2 separate regions of the Triticum aestivum genome follow, and region 1 is linked to region 2. A link is a contact called in public Hi-C data. All regions are on one chromosome and are shown on one strand. The core of a region is the stretch at or near the end of the contact, and the rest is flanking DNA. Distances in the headings are between cores, read along the strand shown.

Region 1 (5,403 bases), core at 1,344-3,843, 640 kb before region 2:
CCAGAACCATCCATTGAACTCCATGTGCCAAGACATAATGGTCATGCTCAAATGTTGGGTGTGTGGTTTCATGGGACGTCCATATAATTTAGGATAAGTTCACAAGTAAAGTGTTTTATTAGTTTCAGTAAGAACTTTCTCTAAAAACGGTTTTTAACAATGGCGTGTCTGCAACAGCGGGCGAGTGGTGGCGACGGCCAGTGGTGGCACGGGAAGGACCATCTTTCCGTAGACGAAGAGGAAGTTTGGAAGAATTTATGAGATCCCGAATAATTTTGTGTGCGTTTTATAAACTTCTTCTTCTTTATTCATTCATAAGTAAACTAGCATTGTTTACAAGTAAAGGAATACCCTCATTAGGGGCGTTATCCATCCAAACACTTAGAGAAGAAAACCTAGCTAACCTTACTAGTACATGAGCTACTCGATTACGTTCCCTATTACAATGATCATAAGTGACATGGAAAAACCTAATGACAAGAAATAACAATCACTATAATGGATGAAGCGACTGAAGAAGAGTAGCCTTGGCTCAACGCATGCATCACCTCCACACTATTCGAATTCACTCCAATCTTACTGCATCCGGCGGTATTAGTAAGATCCAAACAAAACCTCACTGCAATTGCTTCTGCTGTGAACGAGTCGAAGCAAAGGTCCATCTTTTCATTAGCAGCCGCTATAAATTCCCCCCTATGGTTCCGGATAACCGCTCCAAATGTTGCTGCGAGTGTGTCACTATCAAATACCGCGTCAACATTTAATTTCACGTAACCATACTTTGGTTTCACCCAAGCATCTGAACAGATGTGAGCCTTTGGGCTATAAGAGATGGTATAATTTGCTACTAAGCCTCTCATTGACATATTGATTTGATATGCACTTTGAGTTTCTTCGTCATGTGTCAATTTTCACCTTTCATACCACAAATATCAAGTCGTTGTTGCCATCGTTTCTCTGAACTTCGGCAAGCCCAACACTTGAATTTGTTGTTCTGAAAGACACAAAAGATGTGCCAACACAAGCTTATCTGCCTTGTCAACTTTCAGTGCATGTTTGATAACAAGCTCAAGACCGAGCATCTTCCACACGTCCATTGTCAATTTGCATTCGAACAACATATGTCTTATGTCATCAGGCCCCTGTTACAGGCTGGACAACTCGAATTTATTTTCAAGTGCTTATTAGCCAGGATAGATCGACAGGGAATAGCACTCTGGAGCGCGTGCCACATAAATATTTTTATTTTTTCTGGGCAGACTAAGTTCCATACTGAGGCCCATGTATAAGATGGGTTTGAACCTCCAGCCGTTAATTCCAACTTGTGCCCAAATTAAAATTCCCATTCTGTATGACATGCAGATCGCACCGTGAAAGTCCCTGACTTAGACATGTTCCATGCCAGAAAATCTGTCATCTCATGTAATGATAGTGGAATGGCCAAAATCCTTCATGTATATATTTTGTGTGTTTACGAAACTGCTGGAGAGTTTTCTTTTGTCTATTTTCTCATAAAACCAGACTTTTCTTTCGGATACGAAGCAACTCTGACTGTTTGGCAGTGCCGGAGACCGAAGAGGCAAGCGGCGATTATCAAAAAAAGAAAGAAAAGCTGACTTCCCTCACGGCCTCACCAAAGTCAGGCTGGCCAGTTTGCTGGAAACTCATAACGGTACGTGCCGAGTCAAACATTACCACCGTGTCACGTAGGGCAAGCATGAAATTTCAGCGGCTGCGTTTTTTCAGCACTAATTGTCAACCATGACAACCCCAGCCCTAACCCACCGAGTGATGGGCTGAAGATGTATGGTAGCCGTATCTCTCTGGAACAAAGGTACACTTATCTTACTCCCTCCATTTCACAATGTAGTGCTTCCTCTATTCCCGTGTTTTAACTTTGACCGTAAATTTAACTACCAAAACCGATTGTGCTGAGAGCAAAAATTATATTAGCGAATTCGTATTCGAAAGAAGTTTTCAATTATATAATTTTTTCTCCCGCCGCAGTTTGTCTTGTTGGTTAAATTTATGGTCAAAGTTGAATCTCGAAAAGCACGGTCGCACTATATTTTGAAATGGAGGGAGTACTCATCAGTATTGGCCGTCGCCTGTCGCATCAGGAAACCCACGACCGTTCCCGGCGAGCTGCCGTCCAGCCTTTTCTTTTCGTATCAATTTTGCTTGTACGTAACGGGGAAAGCAACCGGTTGCTATTGCAGTCGTGACGCCCTCTCCTCCACGGCAAAATGCAGCAGCCGGATGCTTATTTTGGCTAGTCCGACCTATTTTTAGGACGCTTCTCTTCTCTATATGCTGGGGAGTCTGTGGCTCGCAGGCTGCTCATCATAGAAAAAAAAGAACGTGAAACGCAGGCTGCGTACGCTGCTGGAGTGAAGCTCGCAAACGTAGACGCGGTTGACGTTCACGTACCAATTCGCAACGTGCACGCGCCGACTGCAGTTTGACCAAGCCCTCGTTGGACTTGGAAGAAAATGGTCAGACGCTCACACAAAGGGGTCACGTCAGTCACTCCCCCCGGGCCATCCGGAGAACCCTATATAAACAGCAGCGAACCATCGGAAGCTTGACATCGATCACACGGGCTAGCCACAGAGCAACGAACTCGGGTCATCAGCAACGAACCATGGCGCGGGTGCTGGCTCTCGGCGCCGCCGCGGCTTTCCTCCTCCTGGCAGTGGCATCGACCATGGCGGCCGCGCAGAACTGCGGGTGCGCCGCGACCGAGTGCTGCAGCCGCTGGGGGTTCTGCGGCACCACCGGCGAGTACTGCGGCACGGGCTGCCGCTCGGGCCCCTGCACCGTGCCCGTCACCAACAACGTGTCCGTGCCCGCCATCGTCACGCCGGCCTTCTTCGGCGCGCTCGTCGCCCAGGCCGCCGACGACTGCGCCGCCAAGGGCTTCTACACCCGCGACGCCTTCCTCACGGCGCTCGGCGGCTACCCCGCTTTCGGCCGCACCGGCTCCGACGACGACTCCAAGCGCGAGATCGCCGCCTTCTTCGCCCACGTCAACCACGAGACCATAAGTAAGCTCACCACGCACGCCGACAGTTCACCACGCTTATATATATATATATATGTAGCCCCGAGCCCTGACCATGATGAGCTTGTACTACTACGAAATGATTTGCAGAGTTCTGCTACATCGACGAGATCAACGGGCCGAGCAAGAACTACTGCGACCCGACGAACGCGGAGTGGACGTGCGCCGCCGGGAAGGGCTACTACGGCCGCGGGCCGCTGCAGATCTCGTGGAACTACAACTACGGGGCGGCGGGGCAGAGCCTCGGCTTCGACGGGCTCAACGACCCGGACGCGGTGGCGCGGAGCCCCGTCCTGGCGTTCCAAGCGGCGCTCTGGTACTGGATGAACAGCGTGCACGACATCATCGTCTCCGGCCAGGGGTTCGGCGCCACCATCAGGGCCATCAACGGCGCGCTCGAGTGCAACGGCAAGAACCCCAGCGCCGTCAACGACCGCGTCGCCTTCTACAAGCAGTTCTGCCAGCAGTTCGGCGTCGACCCGGGGACCAGCCTCACCTGCTAATTAAGCTCACTGTTTAGGACATCGCGTGGACTTGGTTGTGGCATATGTGCGTGCATCTGATTCGGACAGACATATTCAGGATAAGATTGCTTTCGGATTTGACACTATACTTCTTAATTTGATAATTTTTGGACGCCGATATTGACCTGACGTTCGGTCTGGCGACCACCCACCAAAGGTTCATCATCAGGAAAGAAGCTATCGATCGAACGAGATCGTTCCATTCGGTCTTCTTGTAGCGCAAACACGAAGCCTTAGGTACATGACTTTAAATACGTAAAACAAAAATACAAATAAAAGCAATGATTTCTATACTAAAAAATCCCATGAAGTTCAGCATGGATCCGATGAAAAAATGGCTTAAAAACTATATTTACAAAAAAAAGGCACTTAGAGTAGAGAAAACAAAAACTAAAAAAATGGCATGCATGAAAAATGTCATTCAAACTTAAGTTGCCAATGTGTTTTCATGATATGATGCAAAAAAAAGAAGGAATAAAAATGTAAAAAAAAAAGAGTGTCATGATAACAAAATTGACGTAGTGTGTTTAAATTTGCCATGGTGTTCAAAAAATTGAAATGTGCCATGGTGCAAAAAAGAAAAATTGTGACGCTATGAAAATAAATTGCCATGGTACAAAAGTAAAAGAAAAGGAGGGTAGACGTGGCACAGTGATGAAGTCCTCCTCACTTGTGCCAAGAGGTCCTAGGTTCGAACCAGTCTCTCTGCATTGCAATGTAGCAGGGGTAAGACTAGCACTGGCGGAGCTTCGTGAGGGCAAAAGCGTGCCATGGCCCGCCCAGCCCCAGCAGGTAATACGTACATATACTACTTACAGCCCAGCCCACGACTGCATCTCTCGCTCGCAGCACCACCTCGTCACGCTTCTCTCCTTCGCATGCAGCCACGATCGCTCTATGCCCTCCCCCCCTCGATTCCTCATCTTATACAGCAGAGTGCAGAGTAGCTGACTGATACTAGTGCATGGGTCACGCGTGCAGCCGCGCGAAGGGCCAGAGAGAGGTGGCCGGGAGCCGTGAGGGTCGAGCTCCCAGTCCCACCATCACAACGAGTAGCAGGTTCGAGCCCATACCCCAGGCGGGTCCCTAGCAGGGGCCAGCTGGGGGATGAGCACCGCTACATAGGCACATCATTGTTGTTGTTCAGGGTTCAGTAGAGTTTTAGGTGTTGAAAGTTTCAGTTTCGACTGTAGCTACATTTCTTTAGTTTCGTCAGAAATAACCGAGCTGCGACTCGACCGTAGCTAGCTAGGATTGCGGCACCCTGACCCGATCATGGAATCGCACGATGAAACGGTCATGGTGCCATGACATGCGACGAGCAGGGAGTACTGGGATGGCGGTACTCACGACCCGAACATGCCTGTTTTTTCGTTTTCCGTTGAAGTCTGTAACGACTGAATAAAAGAAGAGAAACAGTAAAGCTACATATAGTTCGCAGAGCAAAGACCTCCCTCTCTCGTGTGCTCACTCTTTCTTCCATAACTCTGGTGATCGCCGGAGTTCCAGCTTGGCAGGGTTCGTCCGGTAATCACTACATAATTGCCATGGACAACAAGGCTAATCAACGCAGAGATTTGATTCTCAATAGAAAAAGAGATGATGTGATTACATATGAAGTTTAGGAAGACTTCTGAGCAGCAGCTCATCATCCTTTGCTTGAGTTGATTTTTTTTGTGTGTTTTCTTTTATCTTGGCCCGCCCAGGATTTTTTTTTGTAGCTCCGCCACTGAAGACTAGGTTCCTGTAATCCCTCCCCACACACCACCTTGTGTTGGAGTTTCTATGCATTGGGTCTGTCCTTTTACAAAAGTA
Region 2 (6,038 bases), core at 236-2,735:
GTGACGATGGTTCCCTCGCTGACGCTCCGGCACCACTGGAGGAGAGGGGGGAGAGCCCCCTCCTTCTTCTTCCTTGGCCTCTTCCCTATATGGGGAGAGGATTCCCTCTTTGGTCCTTGGCTGCCATGGCTCCCAGAGGGAGGGAGCCCCTCCGAGACTGAATATCTCTCTCTCTCTCTCTCTCCCTCTCTCTCTTCGCTACTGTTTTCTGTCCGAACATTGTTTTTTAAATATCCAGAGATCCGTAACTCTGATCAGGTTGAAATTTTGAGGGCTTTTTCTTCCATAAAATTAGCTTTCTTGCCCCTTGCTTCTCCACTAAGTTGCTCTACCAGGCTATTGCCACCTCTCCTGGTCCGGAGCCCCTTGCGAAAATTTGGTCCATTAGACTCTCGCTTAAGATTAAGATATTTGTATGGCAACAGATTCGTGGTTGGGTACTTTCAGGGGTGGAGGTACTCAAACACAATGGTCCCGGGGATAGAATTTGTCCGTTGTGCAAGATCGTGGAAGATTCCAACCACATCTTCTTCGTTTGCATGACAACACAATTCCTTTGGAGATGTTTCAGAGAAGTGGTTGGTGGGAGATGGTGTAACACCAACTTCCCAGACCTTTTCGAGGAACTTCGTAAATCCGCACGTGGGACCCTCCACGTGGTTGGGCATTACGGTTCTTGTGTGGACTCTATGGTCGATTCATAATAAGCTTGTGATTAAGTGTGCCCCTCTTCGTCAACTGACTGATGCTATCTACAAAATGTGCGGCTACTTGCAGCTATGGAAGCCACTTAGCCGTGGTCCGGAGAGGGATGCCATCGGCATATTCACTGCAGATCTGCAGGCGTTGGCTCTTCGTTTGGCACCGCCGCTACCAGCACCACCTCATGAGCCGCATTAGTCCCTGGGACTCACAGCGGCCGCGGCCGCTGCTTATTTATTGTGTACTTTTCAGGGCTTGTTGAACTGTGCCCTCGGCAAAACCCTTTCATACTATGTCCGTGTGCTACTTTGTGTTGTGTGGTGTGGTGTTTCTATATGAACTTATTTGGCTCTAGTGGTTTGCTTTATATATAAAGCGGGTCAAAAGCCTTTTTTAGTAAGAATCCACCCGCCACATAGAGCTTGGAGGGAAAAATGACGACTTTGGTTTCGCTCATGAGTTAAAGGGGGTTAAATATGGTGACCGATTCGGCAAGAGGTGACCCAATTCCTCCCACCGCTTTTACGAAAACACACGCGAGTTTGCGCCATCCCTCTGCTAGCATGAGCTCGACGCCGCGTTTCCCTCCCCTACACACGACGAGCCTAACTGAGAGGAAACGGCTGATTCTACCGTTCCTCCTAACGAGCCTGCTTGGGAGATGTTGTAAAGGTTCATATCAGCCTAAATTTCAATGCAATTCAACAACCAAACAGACCCAAATTACATCACATGCACCATACACGCCACAATTCTCACACCTGGAACGGCACACGTACCACACCGCATCGCGCAGCACGACACGACATTCCCTCTGTGCCCCACCATAGGGAGTCCCAACTCCCAACCTCCACCTGCATCAATCATCGCTCGTCCATCACCACCGTGCCGCCTGTGCCTCTCCACTCCACTCCACTCTGCTCAGCTCACCTCCATAAGGTTTGGCATGGAACTGGGACTGGGAGCTCCAACTTCTCCGCCGCCATGGCGTGGCCATCTCCTCTTGCGCGCGCTCGTCATCTTCCTCTGCCTCTGGTCAGTGCGGCTCCCATCTCGTCCGGTAACCTGGATGCGTCAGAACGATGCGCTTTTCGTGGCGTTTCTTGCGTGTTTTACTAATTTATTTCGCCGCATCTGAGTGACACTCCCGCACAACTAGCATCTTTTTAGGCGGAATGCTTTCTCTTCTGTTTGGGTCCCAAATATTTCCAGAGCTCTCTAGTGTACGCCCCCTTCGGTTATTATTGGGTTGATTCGAGATTTCCTACTGCGCATCTGATTGTCGACAAGATTGTGTTGTTCTTAGATTATTATAGGCTTCAAATCTCTCTTCCTCCTTTTTAACGAAAAACAGTAGGGAAATACATCTCTCGGTTTTGTGTTGTGCCATGATATGGAATAATTTAGCACAACATGTGGGACACCAATTCCGGCTCAAAAACAAAATTGGGAAAAAGCAGATCCTAAATGATCCTAAGCCACATACCACTTTGGTTATAAAGCTCCTGCAGTTTTCTTTTAGGAGATTATGGAGAAAAGGAGGATGGCTGCATCACTGATATGTGAATGTTTCTTCTTCTCTGACACAGTCTGTTTGCTCCTGTTGATCAAGATTTCACCTCTGTTTATTTATGTCGCATTATTCCTCCTTGCATTTATTAATGACTTTCTAGAAGATTATTCAAATAAATTAACGCCATATACATTTCTCCGTTGTTGTCTACTCATTTCTGTTCCAGTCTAAAGTAACATAATTGTATGAATGTGAAACAAGTACTCCCTCTGTAAACTAATACTATAAGACCGTTTACAAGATAAGTGTTGAGAAGAAAATATTCTCTTTGGACAATACTTTTTAATCGTGTGACAGCCAAACAGACTATAAACTGAAGAGAAATGACTCCAGTTAGTTCATACTGAACATTTTCAGGGTTACATCTGAGGCAAATGAACAACATGTGGAACTACCACCAAGAGGATGGAATTCCTATGATTCTTTTTCTTGGACGGTTGATGAAAATGCATACTTGCAAAATGCAAAGATTTTGGCAGAAAAGTTACTACCACATGGATATCAGGTTGTCTACCAGTTTTTTTTTTTTTTTGCGAAACCAGAATTCTTTTACTTGGTACTTAATGGCATAAGAGAATATGAACACCGATAATTCTGATTAACTTTCTGTTTGTTATCTACTGGTAGTATGCAGTTATTGATTACCTGTGGTACCGGAGGTATGTTGATGGGGCATATACAGATTCGTATGGGTTTGACAACATTGATGAGTGGGGTCGACCGTTTCCTGACCTCCAAAGATTTCCATCATCCAAATATGATAAAGGGTTCAGTCAAATTGCCAATAAGGTTCATGAGATGGGCTTGAAATTCGGCATCCATTTAATGAAAGGAATAAGTACACAGGCTGTTAATGCGAACACACCCATCTTGGATATTGAGACGGTATGCCTCCTTTGAATTGCTATTATACTACAAATATTGTTGTTTCAGAATTATCTGTTACTGTAACAGAAGACAAATGACAATTCTTGACCATGCGTTGCAATCTACAAATTTATTTGTGAAATGAAATGAAGAGATATGATACCTCCATGGATTTCAAGGGTCTATCATACTGTATCTACCATACTGTTATAGACATATTATTAAAAGGAGGCACTAATGTGCTTTGTCAAATGATGCTGTCCTTAGGAGAGCATTTATTGTTGTCCATAAATCATTTTCTGCGTACTTCAAAGAATGCCATAGAACTTCATTTATTATTGTTAAGTGTCTTCTTATCCTTTTCAGGGAAAACCCTATGTAGAGAACGGTCGGCAATGGGCAGCTCGTGACATTGGCCTGACCCATAAAACATGTGCATGGATGCCACATGGATTTATGAGTGTAAATACGAATATTGGAGCTGGACGGGCCTTCTTAAGATCTCTTTACCGACAGTATGCGGATTGGGGTGTTGATTTTGGTATGCTATTTCTAAATCTGTACTTTTCGCTAGTTAGATTATCCTTGTGACAATATGGTATGGTAGAGAGCTCCCACCTTGGGAGTAGTTGACATTTCTTAAGCGTTGACATAACTTGAGTTTGACGAGATTATTCCATATGTACCATTCCTGCAGTGAAGGTTGATTGTATCTTCGGTACTGATTATAGCCCGGAAGAAGTAATAACTATTTCGCAGGTAAATAACTTCGCATCCTAGAGTTAATTACACAAGTCCCGTTGAAATTGGTGCACCTTCAGAATCAGTTGATTCTCCCATTGCAGCTCCTGCAAGAGCTTGACCGCCCAATAGTACTGTCCATCTCACCAGGAACTGAAGTCACTGTACCATTAGCTGAAAACATCAGTGAACATGTTAATATGTATAGGATAACAGGAGATGATTGGGACAACTGGAAAGATGTTAGTTCACATTTTACTGTGTCAAGGTAAATCAAAACAGATATTCTCTGTATATCCATTATATACTCCTTATTTCTGTATTCAGTTTTTTTTAATATTCTCTGGTAAATAAGAACTTATTTGTTTGCATATTGCGCACAGTGCCTTCGCTGCTGCGAATAAGATCGGGGCCACTGGATTACGAGGAAAATCTTGGCCAGATTTAGACATGCTTCCATTTGGCTGGCTAACTGATCCGGGTAACGATTTGTATCTTTACTTTACTATCATAATAATTGTGATTCCCCTTGCCCCCTGTGGCTGCTAATCAAGATGCTAAGTCACTTACCTTGCCAAAAGAAGAAGCTGTAAATAATTGTCTTAGTACGCTAGATAAGAACTGTACAATGCAGCATTACTCATGCTGCTTTTTTGTTCTACACCAACTCAATATTTAGTTGCGTCTATTGGATCGGTACTGTAGATTATGTGTATCTCTGCTTGCTAGTTTTCATCGATTGGGACCAGGATGACAAATCATGTCTTAAAACTTCATAAATATACCTGGAATATGACATGTCTCATTCAATATACTTAGTTTTGAAAAATTTCAACTAACTTTATCTTAATTCCTGAACTATAACTTATAACTTATGCACTAGTTTTCGTTGAAAAAGGAAAATTAGCTTGTAGCATCACAAAATTGTGTAAACTCGAAAATATCCAGTGTGAGGCTTATATGTAGGGCCTGATGCCACATCTCAGTGACACATCGATGCTGTTTTCCAACTCATGTGATGTTCTGATATTTTCTGTGGTACTGAACAAATTGCTGGTTCCATGAAGTGGTTTTATAACTATTAACATACCTTTTTTCCCTTTAATAAGACAGGTGTCAATCAGGGCCCTCATAGGCCGTGTAACCTTACATTTGATGAACAGAAAGCACAGGTTTGCACTTGGTGATTTTCATGCCTGTTTTTCATTTTGTTTTATCCACTGAAATCTTTTTTTCATATGACCTTGCAGATGACACTTTGGTCAATGGCTAAGTCGCCTCTCATATATGGAGGAGATCTGAGACATCTCGACAATAGTACATTCAGCATTATGACGAATCCTACTCTATTGAAGATAAATTACTACAGTAAAAATAACATGGAGGTACCTGCATTTTAGGATTCTTATTACAACAATATGTACACTTACATGGTCAATAAGCCGAGCTGTTTTTTTTTCAGTTCCATTATGTGTATGGTGAGACGACTTCTAATACCAGACATTCTGGTCACTTGAGTCCTCAATATACTGTAAACCCGACAAAACATGATGGCATGGTCGTGGGTCTCACTTCCTGCACCAATGACCAAGCTAATGGATGGTTTGTATTTCCACAAGATGGGAAGTCAGATCATATATGCAGGATCTATGAAACAGAGAATGGCAAAAATGTCTCATTTTGCTTGGGGAAAACAAAACCTCTTCTTGCCTCGTAAGTGCAACCCAATTATGAATGGAGAAGTAATCGTGTTTTAATTTGTATGATCACACACTATATGTTCTAGGGATGATGATATCAATGAAAAGGAAGAAGACCAAACAAAGTTCCATCTGGCAGTTGCAGACATTAATGATTCTTGTTTGGATGCATCTGCTAGTCGGCGGCGGACTGCCTCAGAGGTTAAGCTTCTCATGTTCTCCAGGTGCAAATGGCATGCAAGGCAGGTACACATCAAATAGATTTGCCCCAATACTAACTAGTCCTGTTCTCATTAGGACTGATGAAATTCTTTTTAGATTTTCAGAGGTTCTTATAGTACTTGAACAAACTACTCACGAAACCCCATTTTCTGTTGGCTGATGTGTTAAATACGTAATGTTCCTTAGTATATTATGCTGTCATGGCAGCTTTGGTAACATATTGGTTTCACAAC

What was found. A called contact is a pair of places that touch in the nucleus more often than the background predicts.
Region 1: a Hi-C map of leaf shows a contact between it and region 2, with 6 times the contacts expected there. The contact joins the promoter of LOC123130666 here to the promoter of LOC123127645 in region 2. A contact is called at or near these places in 2 of 5 Hi-C or Micro-C datasets (both in leaf).

What each region holds. Positions count from the first base shown.
Region 1 is chr6A:400,476,842-400,482,244 of IWGSC CS RefSeq v2.1, reverse strand. LOC123130666 (chitinase 6) reads left to right here and starts at 2,593. Exons shown (of 2, transcript XM_044550497.1): 1 at 2,593-3,047; 2 at 3,155-3,793. The coding sequence starts at 2,645. The coding sequence ends at 3,567.
Region 2 is chr6A:399,836,386-399,842,423 of IWGSC CS RefSeq v2.1, reverse strand. It overlaps LOC123127645 (probable alpha-galactosidase B), which reads left to right and starts at 1,485. Exons shown (of 14, transcript XM_044547409.1): 1 at 1,485-1,737; 2 at 2,633-2,780; 3 at 2,903-3,160; 4 at 3,509-3,683; 5 at 3,840-3,901; 6 at 3,988-4,151; 7 at 4,267-4,364; 8 at 4,997-5,055; 9 at 5,134-5,268; 10 at 5,346-5,596; 11 at 5,670-5,829. The coding sequence starts at 1,649.